2 separate regions of the Mus musculus genome follow, and region 2 is linked to region 1. Evidence: chromatin contacts called from public HiChIP or PLAC-seq data. All regions are on one chromosome and are shown on one strand. Each heading gives the region's core, a stretch centred on a gene start, on an enhancer-like site or on the middle of the called end of the contact. The rest is flanking DNA. Distances are from core to core; before and after follow the strand shown.

Region 1 (6,779 bases), core at 1,597-4,096:
CCCTGAACAGGTTACTTCATCTTGCTACCGGTTTGCTTTCTGCTAAATAGAGAGTGGAATGACCTCACTGCAGCGAGGCTTAAGGGCCTAGCTCACTATCACACTTAGTGTAGAGCCTGGCACACAGCAAACTGCCTGGACAGACAGCTGGGATCGACCTGGCAGAAGGCAGAAGTGGGCAGACAGCGAGGCTGAAGCGCCCCACACTCGGCCACCAACCAACAGGTGGGAGCCTGTTTTCTTTTGCTGAGGCCTTAACACCTGGACCTAGTAGCATCTGAGGTATACTCAGCAAACCTCGCTGCTGCACCAGCAAGCCTGACTAGCTGCTTTTCTCAGGGCTAGTCCTGCCTGTGGGATGCACTTAGCTATAGGGACTTGCTTGAACCAGAAGGCTAAGCTGTAAGATCATACTGGACAGTGAACCTCCAGTTCAGGGTAAAAGCCCCAACAGATTCAGGCAAGTTCTAGAAGGAGGAGGCTCAGGGGGATCCATCACCCAGTAGTCAGGTTTCCCCACGATCTGTGAGGTTTTAATTATTAGCCAGCAATTAAGTAAACTGCAATAACTTTTGACTATTGAAGCTTTAATTACCTTCACCAATGTTTCAGAACCCATAAGCCATGTAGCTCAGGGGAGGGTAACTGAAAACTAGCTTGGAGCTGCACCTTCCCTCTACAAAGGCTTTTACTGTGAATGGTTGGGTGAGGCACAGGCCCCCAGGAGGGACGGAAGTGAGCCAAGAGAGGGCTTGAAAGCATTTGCCACCCTCTCACATTAAGGACGGGAAATGACCTCTCCTCTGAGCCCACAGAGGGGACTCAGGGCTGCCGTGACTCCTGGCGTGGGCTCTTTTTCTCACTGTCCAGTGCTGTGGGCTGAGACGCTCAGCTGTATCTACAGAAGAGGTAAGTCACAGCCAGAATTAACCACAGGGGATGGTCTGGGCCTTGATCCATGTAGAAATCCAGGCCAGCCTAAACGACCTGGAAACAGGAAGCACTGGGCCTCTCCATGTCTGTTTCTCTCTCACACACACATATCAACAACTCTTCAGAGGAAGAAAATTCCCTAACCCTATTTGATCCCCAGTACAGGAGTCTGATCTTTAAATTCTGGAAATCTATCACAATTTTGGCTGAAAACAAACAAACAAACAAACCCCAAAAAACAAGATTCCAGCCCTAGCCAGAAGGCCACTTTGTCCCAGGACTCACTGCAACAATGGAAAGACACTGGGGAGTTGCACACACAGCTGCCAGGACCTGTTGAGCAGTACTTTGTGTTTCAGTGGGTCAGATGTCTCTGGGAATTGGAATCTTTTTCTCCCCTCTCCTCCACTCAAAGACACAAATCTACCCACTCCGGCAAGAGCAGGCCAGGCTGGCCACCCCCAGGTTCATCCCAGGGTGCCCAGAGGCTCAGGGTTAAGCTCGGCAGTTCTGTGGGATCTGCACCAGTCACCTTGGACTGGATTCATCCCCACCCCCTGTAAACGCTGACTCGGGCACAGTAGCCGGGAAAGCTAACAATTGACAAGTGACCTGTGACACGGATCTCCCCTGCTCGAGGATAGAGCCCAGAACCTTGTCTGAGGGGCAACTCCACCCTCTTTCCTCACCCCTTCCCAAATCATCTGCTGACCTCAGAGGTCCTAGAAGGGGGCAGGGTGGGTGGGCCTCCATGCCAGAGACACCCACTGTCGCGGAGAAGGCAGGCAGGCAGGAAACTATTTATTCTGTTCCTAATCTCGTCATTTCTCTCTTCCTCCCACTTAAGTCACAATACAGGAGGCAGCTGACACGGAACCCCGCAGTGCAGCAAACCCTGTGCACCCCTGCTCCCCAAAGGAGCTCCCAGGCTTTTCCTCTTTACCTTAGAGAACCCTGAACCTACTCAGTCAAGGGGCTGCCTGGAGTTCTCCTGATGGGTGAAACATCACGAGGCACCAGACAGAGCCAGGACAAAAAAAAAAAAAAAAAAAAAAAAAAAAAAAAGCAAACGCACTGGCTATATGGGGCCATTAGACAAAAACTAGAGCTACAAACAAACTTGGGCCTAAATAAGAGAAGGATGTATATAGGCAGCTACAGCCTGGAATTTTCCAGGCAGGGGTCTCCCCAGTTCATGTGCAGTTTTGATTTTCTTTTCTTTTTCGTTTTTTTTCTTTTTCCTTTTAAAGATTTATTTATTTATTATATGTAAGTACACTGTAGCTGTCTTGAGATGCGCCAGAAGAGGGCATCAGATCTCATTACAGGTGGTTGTGATCCACCATGTGGTTGCTGGGATTTGAACTCAGGACCTTGGGAAGAGCAGTCAGTGCTCTTAACCTCTGAGCCATCTCTCCAGCCCCACCCCCCCAGTTTTGATTTTCATTGAGGTAAAAGTCCCAAGGGAACACCATCAACCGGCTGTGGAACTTGGGTAAATGACTTCTCCCCGGGCCCCAGTTTCCTGATCTGTAAGTAAGGGAGCGGTGTAGTTGACTAAGCTCTGCCAGTGTGGTCCTGTGACTTTGTGCTAGGCTGAGGTCTGTATAATGCTCAACCCGAGAGTTTTTGGTTTAGCCGGCTGGAGGTGGCTCCGGAAAAATCTGCTGCGTTGCCAGCTCCAAAATCAGGTGCTGTGACCAGAGGGTTGTCCTACTTTGCATTTGTGTAAACGTTGCGAGAACAGGAGACCCGACAAAGCACCAGAGCTCAACACCCCCACATCCCCACTCAAAGTGATGGAGAAACACTGCTGGCACAAGTCAGCTCTCTGCTCTCTTTCCGGAAACACAGCCACCAAAATCTTGCCAGGTCTTTGGGACTTGTTGCAGAGAACAACCACACGGGGGTGCTATGGGTCCTTAGCCGCCTGCAGCCTCCCTTTGCATTGATGCCGCAATGCTGTAAGAAGGGCAGCTGTCTAGCTCTCAGGGCTTGGGAGAAGTTGCCCAAAGGCCTCTCCCTCTGAATTCTGCTTAGGATTGCTTCTTTCCAGGCGCTGCACTCCTGGGGCAGACATTCTTCGTAACCCCCAGTCCCCACCCTGGCTAGGTTAGCACATTTGGAGAAGAGCCCAGAGTTTGCAGCATTGATTTTGCTACACCATCTACCCAGGTGCATGCCCTGTTCCTAGTGGACCACTTTAAGAGCAGGGCCTGGCTTACCCAGTAGGCTCTGGAGACCCACAGACTCCCCTGGCAAGCTCATATTCAGAGCCAAAGTTTGAGAGAGAATCCAGCTTGCCTTTCAAAACAATGAGCAACCTGGAGACCTGTGTGGGGTCCGAGTCTGTTCTCTGGAGGTCTCATTTCTGCTCTTTTGCAGTGTGCTTGGGCGGGTGGCTTTCTGGAAGAGGAAGGAGGACAGACTCCTTCCATTATGACCCCCATCAGGATCCTTTTGGGAAGAGAGGAGGTCTCTGCAGTGAGCTGAAGGCAGAAAGCTCGCTGCAATGGTGTGCAGCTCAGCTTCACTCTGCAGCCTTTGGCAAAGAACTTGGGGAGTAAGCTTACAGGACCAGGGGACAGCTACTTCTCAATGGCTCACACTTGGGGAAGGCTTTGCTAGATCCAGGACAATTAGACCAGAAGAGGACCCTGTTTGGAATAACTGTTGTAAGGTCAGTTTGCCTGTCTGTCTGTCCTTCCTTCCCTCCCTCTCTCCGTCTCTCTTTGTTTTGTTTGTTTGTTTGTTTTTGAGACTGGATTTCTCTGTGCAGCCCGGGCTGTCCTAGAACCTACTGGGCAGACCAGGCTGGCCTCCAACTCAGAGATCCACCTGCCTCTACCTTCTGAGTGCTGGGATTAAAGGCCTGTGCTGCAGCTGCTGCCACCACCACCTGGCTAGGTCTATTTTTTTCTATTACAATTCTAAAAAAATTCCTCCCACCCCTTTTCCTTTGAACACCAGGTAACAGGGTAAGAGAGGATTCTGAAGATTTGACACTAGACTGGGCTTGTGAGCAGGTCTCCGGCAGAGGAGACAGTCTGCCTGTCTCAGACACTGGGGCAGGTCGCTGCTAAGGGCAAGCATGGGATCTCCTGCCCGGTGAACCTCAAGGTTTACCTTTACTGGAAATGCTTCCTATTTTAACAATGCCCAGAGCCTTCCTGTGACACCCTGCGCTGAAGATGATGAGGTCTCTTGTGCAGCAGCTTCTGGGAACAGGGAATGGTTGTTATAGCAACAGTTTACACAGCAGAGAGCCATCTGCAGGGAGTCAGAAGAAGAGGAGAGGGGCTGGGATCAGGCATGCAGAGCACTGGAAGAGGCCTGGGGGATTTCTGGCTGTGACCCCAGTAATCCTAGGTGGTGGCGAACTCTTCTGTCTCTGATACCAGGTACTGTCCTAGAGGCTTTATGGATATGAACCCTGTTTGGTTGCAGGACACGCCTGGGCCAGTCTATTTATTACCCCCGATTTCATAGCTGAGAAAACCAGAGTTCATGGCAGCTGAGACTGCTGCCCAGGATGACACAGCAGCACATGGCAAAGCCAAAATGTGAAAGCAGATGGTCTAGCCTCGTCCAATCCTGGCACCACGAGCTAGAGAGGGTGAGATATGCAGACGAGGCTCAATCACACGCCATAAAGTCCACTTTTTAAAATATATGATTCCATGGCTTCCAGCATGTCTGTACATCATCACTCATGTAATTTTATCACCCCCAGTGTATGGCCTGTACACTAAGCACACACCTGCCATCCTCTCCTTCCTCTAACTCTGGCAAATGCTAGTCTGCCTTCTGACTCTGTAGGTCCACCTACTCAGGATCCTTCACACAAACAGAATCACACACCTTTGTGGTTTCTGTCACTCTGCACTGCCTTCCAAGTTGGTCTACGCTGTAGTATGTTTCACCCCTCTGTTCCTTTTCATGGCTGAATAATATTCTACGGTGTGGATAATATTTGCTTATCTAGCCATCATTTGATGGACATTGGCTTCATCTTTATTTTTTGCCCAGTATGAATAATGCTGCCATGAAAGTCACATATGTGTTGACGTCTGCTTCTCTTTCTCTTGAGTGTATGCTTAGGCGTATACGTGTTATATTCCTAATGTGCTTAGGATCATGTGGTAGTTGTGTGTTTAACACTTTGAGGAACGGCTACACTGTCATCTAAGGTGTCTGTATGCTGTCTCTTTCTGGCTTCTGCCCAGCCTCAGCAACACTTGCTACTGTCTATCACACCTTGGCCAGCCCAGTGTGCCAGGCTATCTCACCATAGATCCAATATGTGTTTTTTGTTTTGTTTTGTTTTTTTCTGATTTAAGAATGTTGAACACCTTTTATATTTGAGCTAGCTAAGGTGTAATTCCCTCAACGGCATTAGCCACACTTTCAAGTTCTCGACAGTGACCTTGCCACGTTGGCTACATAACCATTGCAGCCTAGCCACAAAGCATTCCTGGAAGTGCTAGGCACTGTGTGACATGTCAGAGTCCGTTGGAATGAGGCTGTGTAATGCCACCAGCTCTTTCTCCAGAAGTCTCACACACCCCCTGCCCTGAGCCTCCCTTCATTCCTCCAGAATCAGCCCCCTGGGTGGGATTACATCGTGTGTCCCAGCTTTTGCACACAATCCAGTCCATTATACGGGTGCGCCCATCTTCAGGTTCTCAGGGTTCTCACACTGGGAGCCAAAGTGGGTCAGACATAAACTTGCCAAGAGCATGACTAGATCTAGTGGCAATCAGGAGCAGAAGCTAAAACCTAGCTAAATATGTGGCTGCCTTTCATGTAGCTCCACCCCCAGGACGGGGCCTTTCTCCCTCAGACCTGTTCCTATAAGATGCCACCCTTCCTCCCAGAACCTGTCAGTGGCAATGACTCTGTCAAGATGGCAAAGCTGTGGCCCTCAGACCAGGCCTGACAATGGAGGGTGTAGGACTGATTTTAAAGATTCTGAGGGAGAAAGCTGAGGGTAAAATTTGGGCTTTGTAGGGTTGCCCCAGAAAAAGGGGATGCCCCCAGCCATGGAAGCTATTCACCCCTCCAGCTCCCTGAACCCAATACCACCCACACAGCATCTGATGCGACCTCAGCCTTGATGCTAACTGACATTGGTGCAGGGATGCTTCCCAGAGGACTGTAGTTCCTGGGACCGCCTTCTGTGTTGCAGATCCTCAGCCACCATCACTGGGGGGAGGACTTTTGGATTCAGCCATCTGTCACCACCTCCAGGGTGACCCTCAATGCCTTAGATAAAGGCTTAGGAGCGCCCACCTACCCCCTCCCAGGGCTTAGGCACAAGGCAGAGTTACCAAGCTGGTGGCTTTAAGAAAGACTTTCAATTGTGAGACACAGAACCCCACAGTAAGGAAGAATAAGGCTTGCGGGGACAGTAAAGGACAGAAAGGGACATTTCCTGAGCGTGTTCTACGTGCAGCAGTTGGCCCTAAACATGGACAGACATTCTGTCCTTGGAAGACATCAATCCTGAGAGGATAATAGTGACCCCCCATTTACAGGTGTTTGGTTCTAAGAGGCAGTTAACTCTCTCAGGTCACACAGTTTAAGCAAATAGCACAGTAGGGATCTAGGTTCCAGTCTCTCTTGCCTCCTTCCTTAATAAACTACCAGTGCCAACAAAGACAACCTGGCTGGTCACGCGAGGCTCTTCCTGACCGGCGTGTTGGAGTCAGAGCTTCACAGACCACAGGATAAGGCCTGTCCTCCACTCTGGGATGGATGAGATAAATCATTGCCAGGAGACAGGGGAGTCATGGGCCATTGGCCAGGCCAAGAATTTTCTACCTCCACGATGTGGGGCCGCCTGC
Region 2 (6,779 bases), core at 1,453-3,952, 180 kb after region 1:
AACATTCTATCATAGAGGGAAGGCAGGGCAGGAACTTGGTCAAAAACCACGGAAAAGTGCTAATTGATGTTGGGTTCATGCCCAGCTAACTTAATTAATTAATTAATTAATTAATTAATTAATTAATTAATTACTGTTTTTCAAGGCAGGGTTTCTCTGTGTAGCCTTGGCTATCCTGGAACTCACTCTGTAGACCAGGCTGGCCTCCAACTCAGAGACCTATCTGCTTCTACTGGAATGAAAGGTATGTACCACCACGCCTGGCTCAGCTATCTTTTAAAATACAGCTGGGCTGCCCTGGATAGGCTAGACCTTCCTAACCAATCAACTATTAGCAGGGAAGAAAAGTCCACAGACATACTCACAGACCAGTCAGATGGAAAGGATTCTTGACTTGGGTTCCCTCGCCCCAGGTAACTCTGGGTCGTTGACAACCAAAATTTACCAGGACAGTAGGGCTCTCTTGAATGGTGAGTTGAGCTAAATGGGTAGACGTGACTTATGGGAGAAAGAAAAACAAAATCAAAAACAAAAAAACAGGCCAGATAAATGTCTCATCTTCTGAATCATGAGATGCTTAGCTTTATTCCTGGAAGAGAGTAAATTCAACAACCCAGCTCTATCCCTGACTTGTCTCTCTTTATTTATAAAACTGGGGAATGACGTCAGAACTGGGGGATGAAGCTGTATACATACTAGCATGTGTTCTACCCCTGAGCTATATCCACGGCTTACTTTTGATTTTGTATTTGAATTTTATTCATTCATTCATTCACACACACACACTCTCTCTCTCTCTCTCTCTCTCTCTCTGTGTGTGTGTGTGTGTGTGTGTGTGTGTGTGTGTGTGTGTGCTTGTGTGCGTGGTGTTAGCAGTTGGTTAGGTAGGCATTCACAAGCCAGCTGTGTGAGCGGAGGTCACTTTTGGGAGTTGGCTCATTCCTTCTCCTGTGGGTTTTGCACAGCAAGCTCCCTTACTTGCTGAGCCAATTCACTGGCCCTTTTTGTTTTGAGTCAAGGCTTCGCTAAGTCCACAGACTGGCCTTTCAATAGCTCTGTAGCTCAGGCAGGTCTTGAGCTTGTGTTCTTGTCTCAGCTTCCAGAAGAGCTGGGATTGCAAGTCTAGTGCCACAGAATCAAGCCCCAGGGCTTTAAAGGAAGCCCACGAGGGTCTGAGCCCTGGAAGAGTGAAGGAGATAGCAAGCTGTACCTAGAGATACTTTTGAGATGGCCGCCTAACACATGTGACTGTTCCCCAATGAACATAGCACGCATCTCCTCTGCGAAAAGTGTGGCAGGCAGGAGAGGTCCAAACAGGCAAATCCACACAGCATGTGACATCATGCTGCAATTTGAGTGTGGCTTAGTTCCTGACACTGCCTGTGCTTGGTGAGAATAATGTAATTCAGCCAGCAATGATAATAATGATCCAACCTGCAGTGATGACGGCAGTCCTCAAGTCCTTTTGATCTTGTAATAGTAAAGAATAATGATGGTGGGAACTAGCTCTTTTAATCTTAACGTCACAGGGAAAACTCTGAGTTCAAGGCCATTCTGGTCTACATAGTGAGTTCCAGGCCAGCCAGGGATACACAGTGAGCCTCTGTCTCAAACAAAATAAAAACAAAAACAACTTTACAGAACACAACAAATAACAGTAATTATCCTATGAAATAGAAGAGGGCCTCCTTTGAGGCTCTAACACTCCCACCCATAGCCCCTGTTACTAGGAACATAGTTTTCCTTGCAGATTCTTCACTTCGTTAGGTCCCAAGGAAAGTGTTGTGCTTCTTGCTTGGAGCTGTTTGTACCCATAGTGAAAATGGGCTGGGCTGGAGACATGGCTCAGTGGTTAAGAGCACAGACTGCTCTTCCAGATGCCCTCTTCTGGTGTGTCTAAAGACAGCGACAATGTATCCACATACATGGAATAAATTAAAAAGAAGGAAAGAAAGAAAGTGGGCCTTCCGTTTTAAGTCCCAGGGGCATCAGTTCACCTCTAGGATTGGATTTCTGGACAGGCTGCTCTGCGGACTGGGAGCAGGTGGGCCCAGTAACACATATTGTTAATCACCCCAGAGGCAGTTTTCAGTGGCTTGAGACTGTGTTTGTCATTCTGTAGGTTAGCCCAGAGGAAGATCCACTCAGGAGCGGTAGAATGATCTCTTGTGGGTGGCAGGGAGATGGGGAAAGCAGAGGGACAAGAGCCCCTGGAGGAGGGCAGCTAGGCTAAGTGCTCCCGGGTGTTATAGTATCTCATCCCCCATCACATCTCGGTGGCACATAGCCCTTTTACTGATGAACCTAAAGCCAGCTGTCTGGCAGAAGTAAGTCACAGGAAGTGGGGCCTTGCTTGTCTTATTCTGGAGTGCAAGTTAGTCCCCTTAACATTGTGCCATCGGAACCCGAAAATTTAAGGACCTTCACTCTCTTCCCTAGGGGGCCCAAGTTTATCTTTAGTCTGATCTCACAGTTAGGTCTCCGCTTTCCCACATGGCAGACCAGGAACCTCTTAACCCCATCCCTCACCTCTGTGTAAAGATTTGCCCCCAGAGATCGCCATAGGGTGCAAAGAGAAGTCACGGCTGGGGCGGCAGCCACGCCCGGGCTCCCGACCCTAGGTTTTGGATGGGGGAGGGGACAGCTTCTCCGTGACATCAGCCCTGTTGTGGTGCAGTGTGCAAAGCCTACTGGTTGGCGTGGCGCGGGAAACGCCTTCCGGAGGGGGAAACAAAACGGCGCGCACTCCGGCGCAGCCAGTCACCGCTTCCCTGAGAGCTGTCGCCCGTGCGCCTCCCAGCAGCTGCCAGGTGAGTGTTACCCCGGGTGGTCCGCCTCGGGTCCCCGCAACTGCCGGAGCGCCTGGGTCGCACCCTGCGCCTATTGGTTTTTCCGGTCCTGTCGCAGCCCTGTCGCTTGCAAGAAAAGTTTGTAGGAAGAGTGATCCCAAGAGGGAGGTGGTGGGAAGTGGCTAGAGTTAGCTCGGCAGTGTTTCCCTTTCCTGAAAACTCTGGGTCCCTCCCCATCCCGGGGCTTCCAGGGCAGCTGACTTTCGCGTGCTCTAGACCCAGGGTGACCCTGCCCCCCACCGCCTGCAGGTCCTACAGAACAATCAGCGATTCTGTGGGCCACTGACACTCATTGTAAAGCTGAGGGATGAGGACATCCGTGCCACCCCTTTCCTCTCTCTCTTTTCCTGAGAGAAAGTGCCCGCGAGTGTGTGTGTGTGTGTGTGTGTGTGTGTGTGTGTGTGTGTGTGCATCTGGCTTGGTAGCCCCAGAGTGCAGGTATGAGTTTTCTTTTTTCCTGAAAGAACCAGATGGAAAAGAAAGTCTTGGTGGCAGGTGAGGACTACTGAGATCTCAAAGAGCCAGCAGGGGAGTAGAAAGGGCCTGAGAGCGAGTTGCAGTGTCAGCCAACAAGCTGTTATCTATCTGACAGGTGTTTCATCCAAGTGGCACAGGTCTGGGTCTATTCTGCATGTGCTGCTGTGATCCGTCAGAGCAAGGGTCTAGACTGGGAGCAAGTACTTGATGTCAGGACCATCCCACCCACTTGTCCCACCCACTTCTTACCTCCTGTGGTGCATGAATGGACGGGCCTCCCCACCTTGACAGGACACTGTAATGGGACACCATCACTGCATGCAAGCGGTTCACTTGCCTTTGGTGGGACATTTATCATGAGACTCTGGAATCTTGGTGACAGGGTTTCTGAAAGGCAAGCAGACTGAGTTTTGACTCAGATTTGACACTTAATACACGGATGACCTCGAACAAGTGACACAGCTCAGTTTTCTTCTGGGCCAGTACTTTTTGGAGCACATATTACACACACACACACACACACACACACACACACACACACACACACACACACACACCCTGGCATCCTGCAGAAGCTCAGAGGACTGGGGCTGTTAGTACAGTTGTCTCTGAGCTAGGTTGGGGATTTCCTTCAGGACTGGGCCCTAGGGCTTCCTCCCTGCCTTCTGATCCTCTCACCAGGCCTCTGCTTAGGAAGCCAGGCCTCTGTGTTGGGGAGAGGCTGGTCTGGGCACTGCCTAAGCCTCATTGGAGAATCCAGCTTGTCACTGCACAGAGAGACCCTTTGCCTTGGCAAGGATATCCGGGGTGGGACGGTCTGTCAGGGAAGTAAGTTTATCCTGCAGAGGGTGTGGTGTTGGCCTGAGGAGGTAGAGAGGAGAGCCATGCCCAAGGCTCAAATGCCGAGGGATTTGGGAGATTGTAGGAGAGAAACTGAAGGGCAGGTCTCCTGCTCTGTGATTACCTGCAGAGAAAATGTGAAAAAGCTGCCTCTGGCCTGCCCTAGCACCGGTCCAGGTGTTGTCTTTTGTAATTCACAGACTCCAGAACCAGTCTAGTCCTTCCTGGGTCAGAGTTGCAGGCTGAGAGGGTAATGTTTGCACTCGATCCATGGTAAATCAACACTGGGTGATTGAAGGTGGCTATGGTGGCACGTGACTGTAATCTGGCACTTGGGAGATGGTGGTGGGAGGATCACAAATTGGAGTCTAGCCTGAGCTAATATCTTAAAAAAAAAAAAAAGACAACAACCAGTCAAGAATCGAACACTGAGTGGATGAGTGGAGTCGTAAATAATCACCAACCTGTTTTTCCATGACTTCAGTGTTTACAGGTTTTTATTCACTGTGGGTCTCCTGGTGGAGAAAGCGAGTTGGGGAAGAAGTCTTCTGGTGAGCCCCAAGGTTCATTTATGCAAGCAGGGCTCACTGGGCAAGGTTGACTTGCTAGAAGCCTGAAGGAGGCATGGATTAAGTCCAAAGAGATGTTAGCGACAAAAAGCCCCCACCCCACCCATTCAGTTGTTTGGCATTAAGCAGGCACATTGGCAAATCCTTAGAGGCACCAGACTGATTTCGATGGCCTTTCCAAACGATTATATATAGTAAGCAAGTGCTGTGCTTGCTGCGTGCCAGGTGGGGCTCAATCCTCCACCTGTGTTGTCTATTCTGAGGAAGGGGCTGACGTTGGCTGTTGGTACAGATGAAGCCACTCAGCAGTGATAAGGAATAAGACAGCAACTGGTCCCAAGGAGCTGTTCAAACACAAGCCTTCTGCTCCCACAACCCGCCTGCGGGTTTTTCTTTGCTCCTTCACACTTCCGCATTCCAGGTCACCTAAGGAAATGGAGTCATTACTGAAGACCACTCTGTGGTGACTTGATATGTAAAAGCAGATAGGGCTTCTATGGGTTTAACGTGGAAGGGGTCATCTTTAGATTGCCTGACTTCCAGGTTTCCAATCTGCTAGGTGGCTGAGGGTCCAGGGAGTCCCACGAGTCACTTTCCAGGCTTACTTTCGTGCCCCCTGATATGTGTCTGTGTTTTGGAGTCATGTTTTCAGGAAAGAAAAAAAAGAATCCTGGAAAAGAGGCAGCCAGCGTGGGGGCCCTCTGTAAGAGCTGTTGCTTGAGGAACCAGAGGTAGCCTGAGTCCTGCCAGGAGCTCACCTACTGTTTCCAGTTGTTAGGATTGTATATGGTAATGACATGGCTTGGACTACGTCGCTCCCCAGGAATTTGTCTGACGTCAGTGTGGAGTAATTCCCATGTATGGTAAAGTGTGTAAATACGAGGCAGCTAGTGTTTCCAGACTCTGGTATTTCCAGAGCTGTCCAAAGCTGTGCCTGAGGAAGAAATAGAAGGCTCACAGCTGCAGTGCAGCCCAGCCGGCAAGCTGGTCCTCACCCCAGGGGGTCTGGGTGTTCTTCATGTGACGGGAGGGGGGGGGACCTACATGAGCTGAGTCTCTCTGAGATGTCAGCTGCGAGCAATGTATTTACAAGGCGAAGGCTCTCCGTTGTTTTCTCTCTTTTAAAAATTCATCAGAATCATTCAGACTTTTCTGTCCAACACAGGGCACAAACAGCTGGCTCTGCTCTCAACGTCATTCCAGACAAAGAGCGGATTCAATTTGATCATAACTTAATTATAAGGTTTCTTGTACTCATTTAGAAATACTTAAGGAAGTCTAGGGCTGGATGTGGCCCAGCTGTAGAGTCTGCATTTAGTCATGGGTCCCTGTTTCCATCTGCACACATGGTAATCAGATTTCTGAACTCCAAAGGTAGAGAGCTGGGGATGGGGAGTGGGGGTTCTGGAGGTGGGGGGTGGGAGAGCAAGATCTTAGTTACAGTCAAGTTCTGGGGGACATGGGACCTGGAGTAGTGACAGCTCAGGGAGGTCTGACTGACTTCTCAGAGGGGAACCACATGTGAAGGGCTAATAGTCCTGTAAAGCTGAGACTGAGCTCATTTTTTGGGGGTGCCTCTCTTCTACCAGGGACCTTTATCTTCAGGGTAGGTCTGCTTCTTGGGTACTCAGGCGTCACACCAAAGATTCAGGCTTCATGGGCTCTGAACTTGTGCCACCTTCCCTCTGACTCTGTCCTGGCTGCTCTCTGGGCATAGGGGCGTGGAGGCAGAGACAGCCACAGGGCTGGAAAGGTTGACGACACTTTTGTCTACCTGGCAGGTTCCAGAGAGCTCAGAGAACTTCTAGCAGCTCAGTTCTACCCAGATAAATACCTAACAGGTCTCTACCAGACCAAGAAGGCGGGGACTTGAGCCCTGAGCCTGTCAAGCCCTCTTTCACTGGAGGGAACAGGGATTATGGAGTGTGGGGATGGGGTTTTTCCACTGGAGAAGATGTGAGGTGGCTTGTCAAGTGTTTGACGGGGCAGGCTCTTCTTGGGCACAGGTGGCTGGCAGGCTTAGAACCCAGGTGGTTCTTTTGAC

What was found. HiChIP or PLAC-seq counts read pairs in DNA pulled down with a chosen protein or histone mark.
Region 2: a contact with region 1 is called in an H3K4me3 HiChIP or PLAC-seq map of bone marrow-derived macrophages, with 2.7 times the contacts expected there. The contact joins the promoter of Csrp1 here to the enhancer-like site in region 1. A contact is called at or near these places in 8 of 39 promoter capture datasets (the 3T3-L1 cell line, 3T3-L1-derived adipocytes, the HPC-7 cell line and 5 more), 1 of 484 Hi-C or Micro-C datasets (bone marrow-derived macrophages), 7 of 115 datasets of contacts at active chromatin or transcription factors (the HPC-7 cell line, bone marrow-derived macrophages, embryonic midbrain and 2 more) and 5 of 9 other capture datasets (adipose tissue, embryonic stem cells, liver and 2 more).

What each region holds. Positions count from the first base shown.
Region 1 is chr1:135,542,110-135,548,888 of GRCm38.p6, forward strand. All of the region lies in intron 1 of Nav1 (neuron navigator 1), which reads right to left. Among named protein-coding and RNA genes, the nearest start is that of Gm32940, 33 kb to the left of the region's middle. Within about 2 kb of position 2,847, at least 39 of the 459 cell types and tissues checked have an H3K27ac peak or open chromatin away from gene starts, as enhancers often do. A contact at or near this core is called in 3T3-L1-derived adipocytes, adipose tissue and bone marrow-derived macrophages, where this site is marked.
Region 2 is chr1:135,726,465-135,733,243 of GRCm38.p6, forward strand. It overlaps Csrp1 (cysteine and glycine-rich protein 1), which reads left to right and starts at 2,703. Exons shown (of 6, transcript NM_007791.6): 1 at 2,703-2,810.